Regions from separate parts of the Mus musculus genome. Here all the other regions are linked to region 1. Evidence: chromatin contacts called from public HiCAR-type and promoter capture Hi-C data. All regions are on one chromosome and are shown on one strand. Each heading gives the region's core, a stretch centred on a gene start, on an enhancer-like site or on the middle of the called end of the contact. The rest is flanking DNA. Distances are from core to core; before and after follow the strand shown.

Region 1 (3,616 bases), core at 389-2,888:
ATAAACAAGCATGTTGTTTAAAAGAGGAATGTTTCTATGTAGCTGAAAACAGCCTGTCCATAAGCTATGTTCAAAAATATGTTATTCTGAAATTACTTATCTGAATGGCAGAAATTTCAGAATAACCTTTATCAATATTGAAGTAAGAGGGACAGTAATGATCTTTAGATCCAAGAGATAAATGTAGGCAGTTATTTGAGTTATTACTAAAGTAAACTTCACCAGTTCACAGTATAAAATTATCAGTAAGATTCTTTTTTTAAGGCCCATATAGTCCCTTTCAGCAACCATTATAAAAAGAAGGCCAAAGGGAAAGAGCAAAGGAAGATGCACAGAAGATTCTATTGAGAGGACAGAGGTGATAGTCATTAGTGCTGTGTGAACCTGCTTTAAATGTGCAATAACCTTGACTGCAGAGAATCCTAACGTGCATCCATTAGCTTCCTAGCTCATTTTTGCTCTAATTTTGTACCTTTTTCCTGGCATCATTTTCAACTGTTCTTTTCTTTTCCTTTCCTTCCTTTCTTTCTTTCTTTCTTTCTTTCTTTCTTTCTTTCTTTCTTTCTTTCTTTCTTTCTTTCTTTCTTTCTTTCTTTCTTTTTTTTTCCTGCTGTTTCCTACCAACCCTCAGGCTTTCTGTGCAAGAGGGATTCCACAGACTCCGGGAGGGTAATGAAAAGGTCAGGAGGCTATGGAGATTTCAATGAGGGACCATATCCTCTAGGATGAGGTGGCCGCTGTCTTGGCACCAGAAAATTAACTCCCATTCTTTGTTTAACTGAACCAATTGCAACTTTATCCAGAATCTTTTCGGGCAGTTAGGAAGCAGCTGCAAAGGAGGTAGTTCTTCAGGGGAAATTGCAAAATCCTAACCACCTTCTTGAACTACACTGACTGTTTAAATGCGTGTCTTCCTTTAATAGAATCAGTCTAGACTACTAATAAAGAGGAAAAAGAAATTGGTGGGGGGAGGGGGGAAGCAAAGGAGAGGGCAAGAAAAAGGCCTCCAGAAACCTCTTTGAAGTATTAAAATAATCACTATTAAGGCGGGGTCTGGAACAGTGCTAAGTCTTGCTTTTCTTCAAATGTTTGCTTGCACGAGTCTTCCTGAGCACTGTACAATATGAAAATACCTTCTTTACTACCCTGGGAGGAGATCCTTAAACATATGCAAGCGAACGCCAGTGATTGGGTGCTTACTAGCTAAGGGAGGCAGCGGCATTTCAGGAAGGTGTCCAGCTCAGATTACTGACTGCTTTTTCACTTGTCCATAACTTCCACCCAGGGGTCTTAGGGTCCCCCTCAGATATGATATCAAGCAAGCGTCATCCTTATTTCACTTGACCTGGTCTGAGGGGCAGCACATGGTAGAAGCTGCAAGAGCTGGGCAGAGTTCCAGTAAAGAGGGGCTGACAGGCGAGAGCAGTGCTCTGCAACGCTTGTCAGACAGAGAACTGGAGCAGCGGCTCCTTTGTGGGCTGGTAAATCCCCCTCCCGAGTGCACAGCAGGGACATTTGATCTGCAGGGTGATTGATAAGTGCTAGAGAGGGGCAGCCATCCTTCCCTCCCTCCCTCTTCTCTCCTCTCTCTTTCCCTCCCTCCTTGCCAGAAGCGCTGCTGGGTAGCGAGCTGCTCCAGTAAGGATCTTCCTACCCTGGGGTGGGTGGGTGGGGGGATACCGCCTGCGCTCCTCGCTGCTGTGCCACTCACTGCACGGCCCGCCCGACTGGTACCTAGGAGGTGCTGGCTTCTGAGCCTCTCAGAGACGCGGATGCTGCGGGAGCCTCCAGGGGAAGATCGAGGCGGAGCGCTCTCTCTGGGTAAGTTCGGAATACTCGGGAATGCCGTGGCAATGAGACCCACGAGCCGGGTTTCTTTGGCCTCAAAGTGGGTATGAGCAGGGAGAGGCTAGACTATACCCACCGTGATCAGTCAGCCCTTGTGAATCGCCCTCTCCCCTCGGTACCCTCGGGGCTCTCTCCTTTTTGCCCCTGACCTTCCAAGGCTGTGATAGGGATCCAGGAATCCCAAAGCTAGGAGACCACTGCTACTGCCAGGAATGACCCATGCAAGATCTTCTGCTAGTGAAATGAACCATTCACTGGCAGTGTCCAAGCCCAACGGCAAGGGCAGAGTGGCTTTTGGGATTGAGAGGTCATCCTCTAGCATCAAGATGTTAGCCTTTAAGGTGTAGGAAAGGTGGGGCTACTCTAGGGTTGGCGGTTAGTCCTGACCCATTCAAAGAGGGAACTCCCTTAGAGCCTGTGTCTCCCTAGAAGAGAGATTAGCCTGGAGCACCCAGCAGGCTGAAGCGGGCCTGCTAGACTTCTGACCTGGCTATGGCCTAAGAACTGCAGGAATGAAGTTGGGCTCTGAGTTGCAGCCTGGCCCCCTTCATGACTTGTGGAAAAAGCTTGGGCAAACTGGCTGGTTAGTGACAAAGAAGGCCTGGGCAATAGAATATGCATGTCAACTTCCCTCTTCTTAAGAAGAACAAACATTTTGCTTATTTAAGCATCTGCCCCTGCTACTCTTGAGTTCCCAGTTCACCCTGAACCTTTCCAGCTTCTTAAAAGCTCACTCTTTTCAGCCGTTCTTAGAGATACCCTGGACCAAATGAAACTTACTTAAAAGTGTTTGTCGAATGTGAGGCTTATTTGCTTCCAAATAACAGTCATGTTTCTGAAAAGGGTCTGTGGATGCTCAAAAGCAGGCAGAAAATAGAGTGGCTGAGCAAATTGACTCTTGCAGAAAGGAAATCATGGAATGAAAAACTGGAACTCAGGGACCTTGGTAGGGCTCATCATTACCACCAGGTTTGCTTCATTGTGTAAGTGGTAACAATTTCAAGACCTCCAAATTCCCTATCTCTCCTCTCCTCTTCCTTTTCTTCCCCTCACCTTCCTTCCTGTCTCCTCTCCTTTCATCTCTTATTTTCTCTTCTTTCCTCTTCCTCTCTCCTCTCTTCTCCTTCTCCCCCTCTTCTATCTTTCTCTTTCCTTTCTAGCAAACCAATTCTGGTCTCCAGAGAGTGTGCACAGAATTATCTATGCCTTGAATATTTTACTGTATTTGAGAACTAATAGTAATTATATTTATTTTAGCAGTAAAAACTTTACAATTGTGTGAAATGCCCCACTGAGTTTAGGTATACAATCCTCTAATTCATATTAAGCAGTACTGTGTTGTTTCTAATTTTAGCTTCTTGAAGTTAACCAAGTCAGCAAGTCACCTGGCTGAGGAATGTCCTGATCTGTAAAATAATTCCGGTCTGTTGGGTTTTGTACAGCTGTCACAGTGGATTTTACTTCAGTAAGATAACCTAATTAGCAAGTGTTTGTTAAACTAAAGCCCGAGTGAATAAATCATATCTCCCTAGGAACAATGTACTTTTAATATTTAGAAATACATAGAAAGTGCCCTTTCCTTATGAAAGAAGTGAACTTTTGCTCAGGACATATTACTCAGCCTGCACATAATGATGCACGTGCAGTCGAATGGGAGGCTATCCACCACTGCCCTCCCAACTCCCAGGGCTTCTGTGCTTGTCTCATGGTCGGTCACTCTATGGCCCAGAGAAGGACAATTAAGGCTCCAGTCTGAAATGGCAGCATG
Region 2 (3,616 bases), core at 701-3,200, 2.4 Mb before region 1:
ACTTCAGTACAAAAACAAGAAGCAGAAGAATAACAGATGTGAACATCCATGAAGAGCTGCCCTTATATTAGTAAATTCTACTTTAAGTAGCAAAGGGGGTGGGGGAGGCGCAAGGATGAGCTAGGAAGTTCCCAAATGCAGCTCTGGAGAAACAGGGGAAGTCAAAAGCAGCTGGAACAAGAAAGCAAGGCAGAATAAGAGTCAGTCCACCAAGGAGAGGCAAAAAGACACGGGGAGGGCAACAGATATGGAGAGCTGGAGAACTGTCAAAAGGAGGCTAGGAAAAAGAAGCCAGCAAGAGTAACTGCAAGCAAAAGAAACACCTCTAATATACTCTAAAAATCGTGACAAACAACAAATATACAAACCAAGAAACAAAACCTTATAAAGTATGGATTAGGTATCCAAAACTACCTCTCAGGCTTCCAAAAGGGGCAAATTTCCCTATTCGTGCTCCCATCTCTTGATGGTGCCAAGCAAGACATTCTGCTCCCAAGGCTACCCAGGACTGCACAAACCTTGCCCTACCATAAATCCAGCATCCACAAGAGTGCCGCTCCTAGCGCTTCATGTCCAAGCAGAGAGAGGGAGCCTGCAGAGTGCAAACCACTGCTATGGGGTCCGCAGGTCGACGTGGCTTCACAACAGCGGACTAGGGGAACCTTAGCTGCTCCCTTCCCAAGGGCCGAGGTGGGGGTGGGGTGGGGGTGTAGGAGAACAGTGGAAGATCGGCCGCTGCTGTCCCCCGAGCGCTACCTCGACCTGGAGGCGACGCGGTTGGAGGGGCCGCTGGCGTGTACCGCAATGTTTTGCCGCATCCCAGTGCCCAGAGCCGGCGCGCAGCCCCCTCTTGGGTACCCGGACCGAGCAGCAGCCTCCTCGCAGGCTTGGTGGCGGGGGCGGGGTACTGTGCACGATGTCGCGGGGGCCTTCAGTCCCTCTGCGCACACATTTCTCCGCGCGCTCCCGTCCCACAAGGGGTAGCTGCTGGAGTTTTCTTTGGCCTCCCTAGACCCAAACGTGCAGTGGGTGAGCAAGAAGGAGAGATGACTAGTTCAGGCCGCGAGGGATAGCTACTGGGGCTTCAAAGACCCATTTGCTACAGTCAGAGTGACTCCATAGTTCGGTTGCCTGGAGCTGTGGCCCGGGCTTTGCCCCCCACCCCCACCTGCCCACGCCAGCTATAAGATCCTATTCACCCAGCCAGAAATCACTTCAACATTTAGGAATCTTGCAAAGTGTCACTGCTAGCATTCCCCCAGCTTCGCTGGGCTTTCGGAGTTACCCACGGGTTCTTCCTCCTATACTGCCTGTCTTGCAGAGTGCCAGCGGTCTCTGAGCAGTCTGCCGGCCACCGCCTGAAACCCCACATTCAAGTCCACGCGCAGTGCCTGAGAGTAGGGCTCAGAGCACAAAGCCCAGCCCAGCGCAGCAGCCCTGACAGCTCACTGTGCCCCTGGGGCAGGGATGTTAAGGACACCCGGATTCTTTCTGTCCTGGAGGACAAGAGATCGCGCCATGGGCAGGCAAGTGGGAGGCGTGTGCCTGTGTGTGTGTGTTCCGGGGTGGGGGTTAACCAACATGTCCACTACTAAACTCAACGGGCCCCAAACCAACAGGACTCCAACAACTAAAAATAATAAGCTACCTGCTTCCCTCCGCGCGCGCGCACATGCACTGTGCCAAGCCCAGCCTGGAAGAAGCAGCGCGCCTTTCCTTGCAGCTCGCGCAGCCCGGGCTTGAAATTCACTCACCTCTGGAGCCCCAAGTCCTGTGGAGGGCCCACTGCTTTCCGACTCGCTCCTCAGTTTCCGCGATGCTCTCTACTTGATCTGGGATCCAGCTTCTTGGCTCCCGCTCGCTGGTCAAGCCCACAGAACAGCCTTTAGCAGGCAAGCAAGCGGGCAGCGGCGCGCGCGCGCACCCGGCCAGACACCGCGCGCGCACCCAGACCCTCGCACACGGGCTGCACCTTTACATACACGCGCCGAATCCCCGCCCCCGCCCCCGCCCCCTGGCGCACAAGCAGCCCTCCCTCCGGACACCGATCACTTCTATCAAGGCACATTCCTGAGCCCCTTGACCCTCCAGCAGACGCCCCCACTTGAGTCCATTTCTACCCACACACTAGAAAGACAACACGGTTTCCTACTGGCATCTATCTCCTCTTTTGCCTAAAACATCGCCTAGGGAGGAGAGACCCTGATCCTTGGGCATTGGAACCCTAGTTTCCTAACGTGTTTGCACTAACCTCCATCACCCTACCACATAAGCACACTTGAGTCCTTTCTCTTCCTCCAGCACCCTAACAAGAAAAGGGGCGCGCGCTCGCGTGCGCGCGCGAACACACACACACACACACACACACACACACACACACACACACACACACACGAGGTATTCCACTGAGAGAACAAGCAAGAACCCCAGGGAGATGGATTTTTTTTTTTTTTGAGAGCCTGAGGCAAGGAGGTGGGGTGGAGGCAGGAGCAGGGGACATAGGGTCTTCAAGTCTAGATGGTGGACTTGAATAATTCCAGAGTAGAGGGGTGAGTTAACAACAATGACATTGAATTGCGCCAGTCGCACTTGAGTTTTATATGGTGGGTATGGTTCCTTTGGCTAACTGTCATCCCGTAGAACAGGGGGCTTTGGGAATATTTCAGACTCAGGCGATCCTGACTGGAGCATTCTTGGGAGTAGTTTCCTGGGATCCAGTGGTATTCGCACTCCCCCTACCTGTCTGCGCGTGAGGGGCCTGAAGCTTAAAAGGCAAAAGTGTTAGGCTTTAGCCCAAAGTGAGCTTATTTAGCAGCGTTAGGAGAAAAGGGCTTAATTTTGGATATTTTAGAGTTCCACAGGCCTTCAGCTCCAAAGGTATTAAGCAGGGTAATTAAGAAGCTGTGGTTGGGAACAGGGGGTTAAGGGTAGAGGGAGAGAGGCTGCGCTTGAAACTAAAGGGGGCGAGGGGAGAGAGAAATAGGGAAAAAAAAAAAAAACCCCGCTTTCCCTACTGAGCATGCCCAGTTTCGAGCTCAAGCCCTATAAGAGAGGCATTGTGTGCATTCCACTTCTCCGGGGTTTGGAGGTGACCCGGAGGGGATTTTGGTTGGGGGCAGCAGGGGATGATGGGAGGCTTTAGGGAAGGGGGTGGAGGCTGCCCAGAAGACACTCTGAAGAATGAAGGGGAAGGGGCACACTAGGGAGATAGAAGAGGGAAAATGATCAAGAAAAGTCACTTCTTTAGTTCCTACTTGTTTATACTAAGGAAGCTTTAGCAGCTGACTGCCAAAAATCTAAAGGCTGCAGATCTCACCCTTTCTGAATCCCTTGCAACCAAAGATTAATGTTTGCACACACAAAAATGTAGGAAGGTCCTGAGAAAAAGCTAATGTTCATATCAGTTTCACACAGATTGATAATTTAGTTAGAAAGCAAAGAAACCTAGGGACTGGGTAGATACCTCTGCTGTCTGCACACCTTTCAAATGTTTGATTTCTGAACAAGAAAATGATTTTGCTGCCTTTCCCTACTTGCACCTTGTAGGTGCTTGGCTAAGGAAAGCAAGTCTCTGCTTTCTGTCTGTGGGGGAAGTGGCTGTTGGGAAAGAGGTCCA
Region 3 (3,616 bases), core at 306-2,805, 2.0 Mb after region 1:
CCTCTACCATCTGCTTAGGACAACTCACCCTTGCTCTTTCAAGTGCACACTTCCAAATAAGTCTTTCTTGTCACATTCCAGTTGGAATCATCTTGCTTCCGGGCTCACTTATCTCACACCACAGACAGGCTCATTTCCAACTGTAAAAGATATAACCACACTTTATAGACCACATCACAGTTGTGACTCCATATTTATATCTTCTTCATGCGTGTATGTGTGTGTAGCATCCATGTGTGTGAGTATGGCCACACATATGCCACAAAACATGTGTGGGGGTCACAGTACAACTTCTAATGCAGTCCTTGCCTTCTACCCAGAGTCTCTCTTTTTGTTGTTCGAAACTAGATAAGGCACACTGACCTGTGAACTTCTGGGGAATCAACTTTGTGGGAGTGCTTATTTAGGCACTTAGGCCCAGCTTTCTATAGATTCTAGGAATTAGAAAATTCAGGATTTCATGCTCGCATAGCAAATGTTTTACCCCCTTGAGCCACCTCTCCAGCTCCACACTTACGGTTTTGAGAAGTTGAATTTTGCACATCTACTCCTGTAGGTTCCAATTTCAATAGTGACAGTCTTTTTGTTGCTACCTCACCAAGGACTCACTAGTACTTAGGACAGTGCTTGGCACATGGTAGGCATTCAATGAACTTCTCAGTTGGATGCAAGCCTTCTGGATTAAAGGAGCATGGGTCAGGCTGGATATAAGCCCAATACAGAGGCCAAAGGGGTGGGGAGGTGATTTTGGTTCTGCTGTAGAAGGCAAAGGCAGAGAGCTGCATGGAAAGGACCCAATGATGCACATAGACAGATCCCATGACTGCTTTACTGATGCCCTCCCTCTGGTACAGGGGGCATGTAGAAGAGGCAGAAGTCGAGTAAAAAGGAATTAACAAGTGTTCAACTCTCTCTGTCAGCTCTTTTTATTACGAATTCCAAGTAAAACTATGAACGGAAAGTGTGAGGGGGACTGTCTGAGAAAGGGATAACATTTCCTGAAGTTCTGGCACACCCTATTGGCCCTTAAAAAGTACTCAAAGTTCCCACAATACTTCCCCAAATCACTAGGTAGTAGAGCGATTTATTTTGCATCCTAGCCATAAGAGTCCCAGAAGTCAGGGTCAATGTAGTTATCACTGTTCCTAGATCAAAGTGTTCTCCAATGGAATTTATCACTTTTTTTTTACTTCCCTCCCGCCGCGACTTGCAGTTCAAACAGGTCCCACGCCAGTGCCGTGAAAAATCTACCCAATGCCCCTCCACTTCTGGTCGGGCCCCATTTTCGACAACTGGAGGCCTTTTCCCATGTCCTCGCTTCCTCCTGTACGGAAGAGGCCTCTAGTCCCCGCGGCGGGCACAGGCAGCCAGACTTAGTACTGCCCTTTACGCTTTCCCGCCTTTCACCAAGTGCGCGCGCCAAAGGGTGCGCCCTGATACCCTGAGGCAGGTACCCAGGAGGGCGCATGCGCGTGCTCCACTGCCCGAGAGGAGGCAAGGGCGGAGCGGAGAGGGCGGGGCCAAAGGGGAGGGGCTGCGCGGGTCACGTGACATCGTTTGACTGTTTACAGGAGGCGCAGCGGAGCCCTTGGCCTCAGTCAGTCAGGCGCTGGGGAGCGTTTCGGTTTCACTTCCGGTGAGGGGCCGCGCCTGAGAGGGCGGGCAGTGAAGCAAACGGACGGCGAGCGCGGGCGGTGGCAGTGACGGCGGCGCCGCTGCCGGGGGGCGTGCGGTAACGCGGCGGCGGCGGCGGCGGCGACGGCGGCTGGGCCTCAAGCGCCTGCAGCCCACCTCCCGGAGGCGGGCTCCCGGCGCGAGGACGGACGAGAAGATGGAGGAGCTGGTGGTGGAAGTGCGGGGCTCCAATGGCGCTTTCTACAAGGTAACCGGCTACCGGACAGGCCCGGTCCTCGGCCTCCCTCCCTCCCTCGTGTCCAGGGTGGCGGGCGGGCCCCTCGGGCGCGGCGGGAGCGGCGGGCTGTGGGATGTGAGGGAGCGGCGGAGTCGGGGCCTAGAGCCCGCCTCAGCGTTCCGACTCCCGCCTGAGGCCCCGGCGCCTGGCGGAACGCGCGGGTTGCCGAGGGCGGTTGAGCGGCCGAGTTTGTCAGCGAAGCGGGAATGCGAGGACAGGGGATCCGATCGGCCATGGGGCCGGTGCCGCGGGAAGTGGCGGCAGCGGCTTAGTCCAGCTTTCCCAAATAATCCTCTCCCAGTGGGTTCGGGGCCTGACACGCGGGGAGCCGTGCGGGAACCGGGGGCGCTTCAGCCCGGCCGCCGCCAGCCCTGCTGGACGAACGGCCGTTACGAGGCTTGGGCGGCCGTTAGGAGGTTTGGGCTCCGCGTTCGGCCCACAGTCCAGACTTTGGAGAGCTCCCCGGTTCTGGGCGAGGGGTGTGCAGGGAGTAGTAAGAAGCGGGCGGCAGCTCGGAATCACAATGGCAACTGCTCTTGAGTGGCCTCTTTGTGAATTTCCAAGGAGGGTTTTAGATCTAAAAGTTTCGGAAAGACCATGACATCTGAGAGAGCGGTTTCAAACGCTAGCCAGAGCCGGTATATCCACGGCCTCCGAGGCTCTTTCTAACTGGGAGCAATTCAGGGATAAGCATGTCGCGGCTTCTAAAAATATTACCAAGTCTGCTTATTTTAAATTTCCCTTTGTGTTTAAGTTCTCGAGGACCCGAATTTGTGCCACAGAACTTCAGGAAATTAACGGGGACTGTACGATTGCTACTGAATTTTTACCAGGACGGTTTGGAATGTTTGTTCTGTGCGCTGAAGTGCATAAACTTGAGTATATTCGCTTTGAGTTTTGCGGTGTTACAGTGAGCTATATTTGAGGTTTTAAATGGGCATTCATGGAACTACTGAGAGTTTTTTTATACCATTGAATATCAAGTAACATCGTATATTTTTCAAGGAACTTTAAACTTAAGTATTGTGTGATTTTTTTTTGATACTGCATAAATGTAGATCTAGCAATATTATAAATTCTCCTTTTGTGAATGTTTATAAGCTCTCTAAGGCCCCACCTCACTAGAATATTTTAGTAACAGAAGGTGCACGTGGAAGGAAGCATGGAAAATAGCTTTTGCCATTGTCCAATAGTTTTAAGTTTATTATAGAATAACTTGGACATTTCAAGTGGGACATACTAAGCTAAACTCGGGAAAGTGACTTTAGTAAATTATGCTTTTGCCAAGTTTATGGAGACATTTAGTGGAAGATAAAATTCTCGAATCAAGGAAATTTGTAAAATACTAATTTATACTAAAAATACCCTTTTGTTGTAATATAGGAGACAGAAAGAACACAACATTTATGTTACTAATTTTACCAGTGCAGTTATTTTTCAATTTGCTGTAATAAAAAAAATGTTCCGGTTAGTTTTGGTTAGTTTGCATTAGAAGGTTTCTAGGTTCTAGAATGACAGTTTTAGTTGCTAGAGTTGGGGCACTGAGACACAGATGAGCAAGGGATAATAGTTAAGTAGTATTTTTGTTCATCTCTAATAACAGCTTAGATTTGAGTCCGCTGTTAGTGGCTTTTAATGAAGTTGGCTTGCCATTGAGGGCAAGTACCACATCCTACTCTTGAAGGATTTATTGGCCCCAGTAAT

The links. Promoter capture Hi-C pulls out the DNA fragments that hold promoters and counts their contacts. HiCAR-type assays count read pairs that join an accessible place to other places.
Region 2: a promoter capture Hi-C map of hippocampal neurons shows a contact between it and region 1, with 6 times the contacts expected there. The contact joins the promoter of Slitrk4 here to the promoter of Slitrk2 in region 1. A contact is called at or near these places in 2 of 39 promoter capture datasets (frontonasal cranial neural crest and hippocampal neurons).
Region 3: a HiCAR-type map of astrocytes shows a contact between it and region 1, with 11 times the contacts expected there. The contact joins the promoter of Fmr1 here to the promoter of Slitrk2 in region 1. A contact is called at or near these places in 4 of 39 promoter capture datasets (the 3T3-L1 cell line, cranial neural crest, frontonasal cranial neural crest and 1 more) and 4 of 115 datasets of contacts at active chromatin or transcription factors (VIP interneurons, astrocytes, embryonic forebrain and 1 more).

The regions. Positions count from the first base shown.
Region 1 is chrX:66,647,680-66,651,295 of GRCm38.p6, forward strand. Slitrk2 (SLIT and NTRK-like family, member 2) reads left to right here and starts at 1,639. Exons shown (of 3, transcript NM_001161431.1): 1 at 1,639-1,821.
Region 2 is chrX:64,275,046-64,278,661 of GRCm38.p6, forward strand. Slitrk4 (SLIT and NTRK-like family, member 4) reads right to left here and starts at 1,951. Exons shown (of 3, transcript NM_178740.5): 1 at 1,755-1,951.
Region 3 is chrX:68,676,986-68,680,601 of GRCm38.p6, forward strand. It overlaps Fmr1 (FMRP translational regulator 1), which reads left to right and starts at 1,556. Exons shown (of 17, transcript NM_008031.3): 1 at 1,556-1,882. The coding sequence starts at 1,832. Fmr1os (FMRP translational regulator 1, opposite strand) reads right to left here and starts at 1,414. Exons shown (of 4, transcript NR_033481.1): 1 at 1,195-1,414; 2 at 29-140.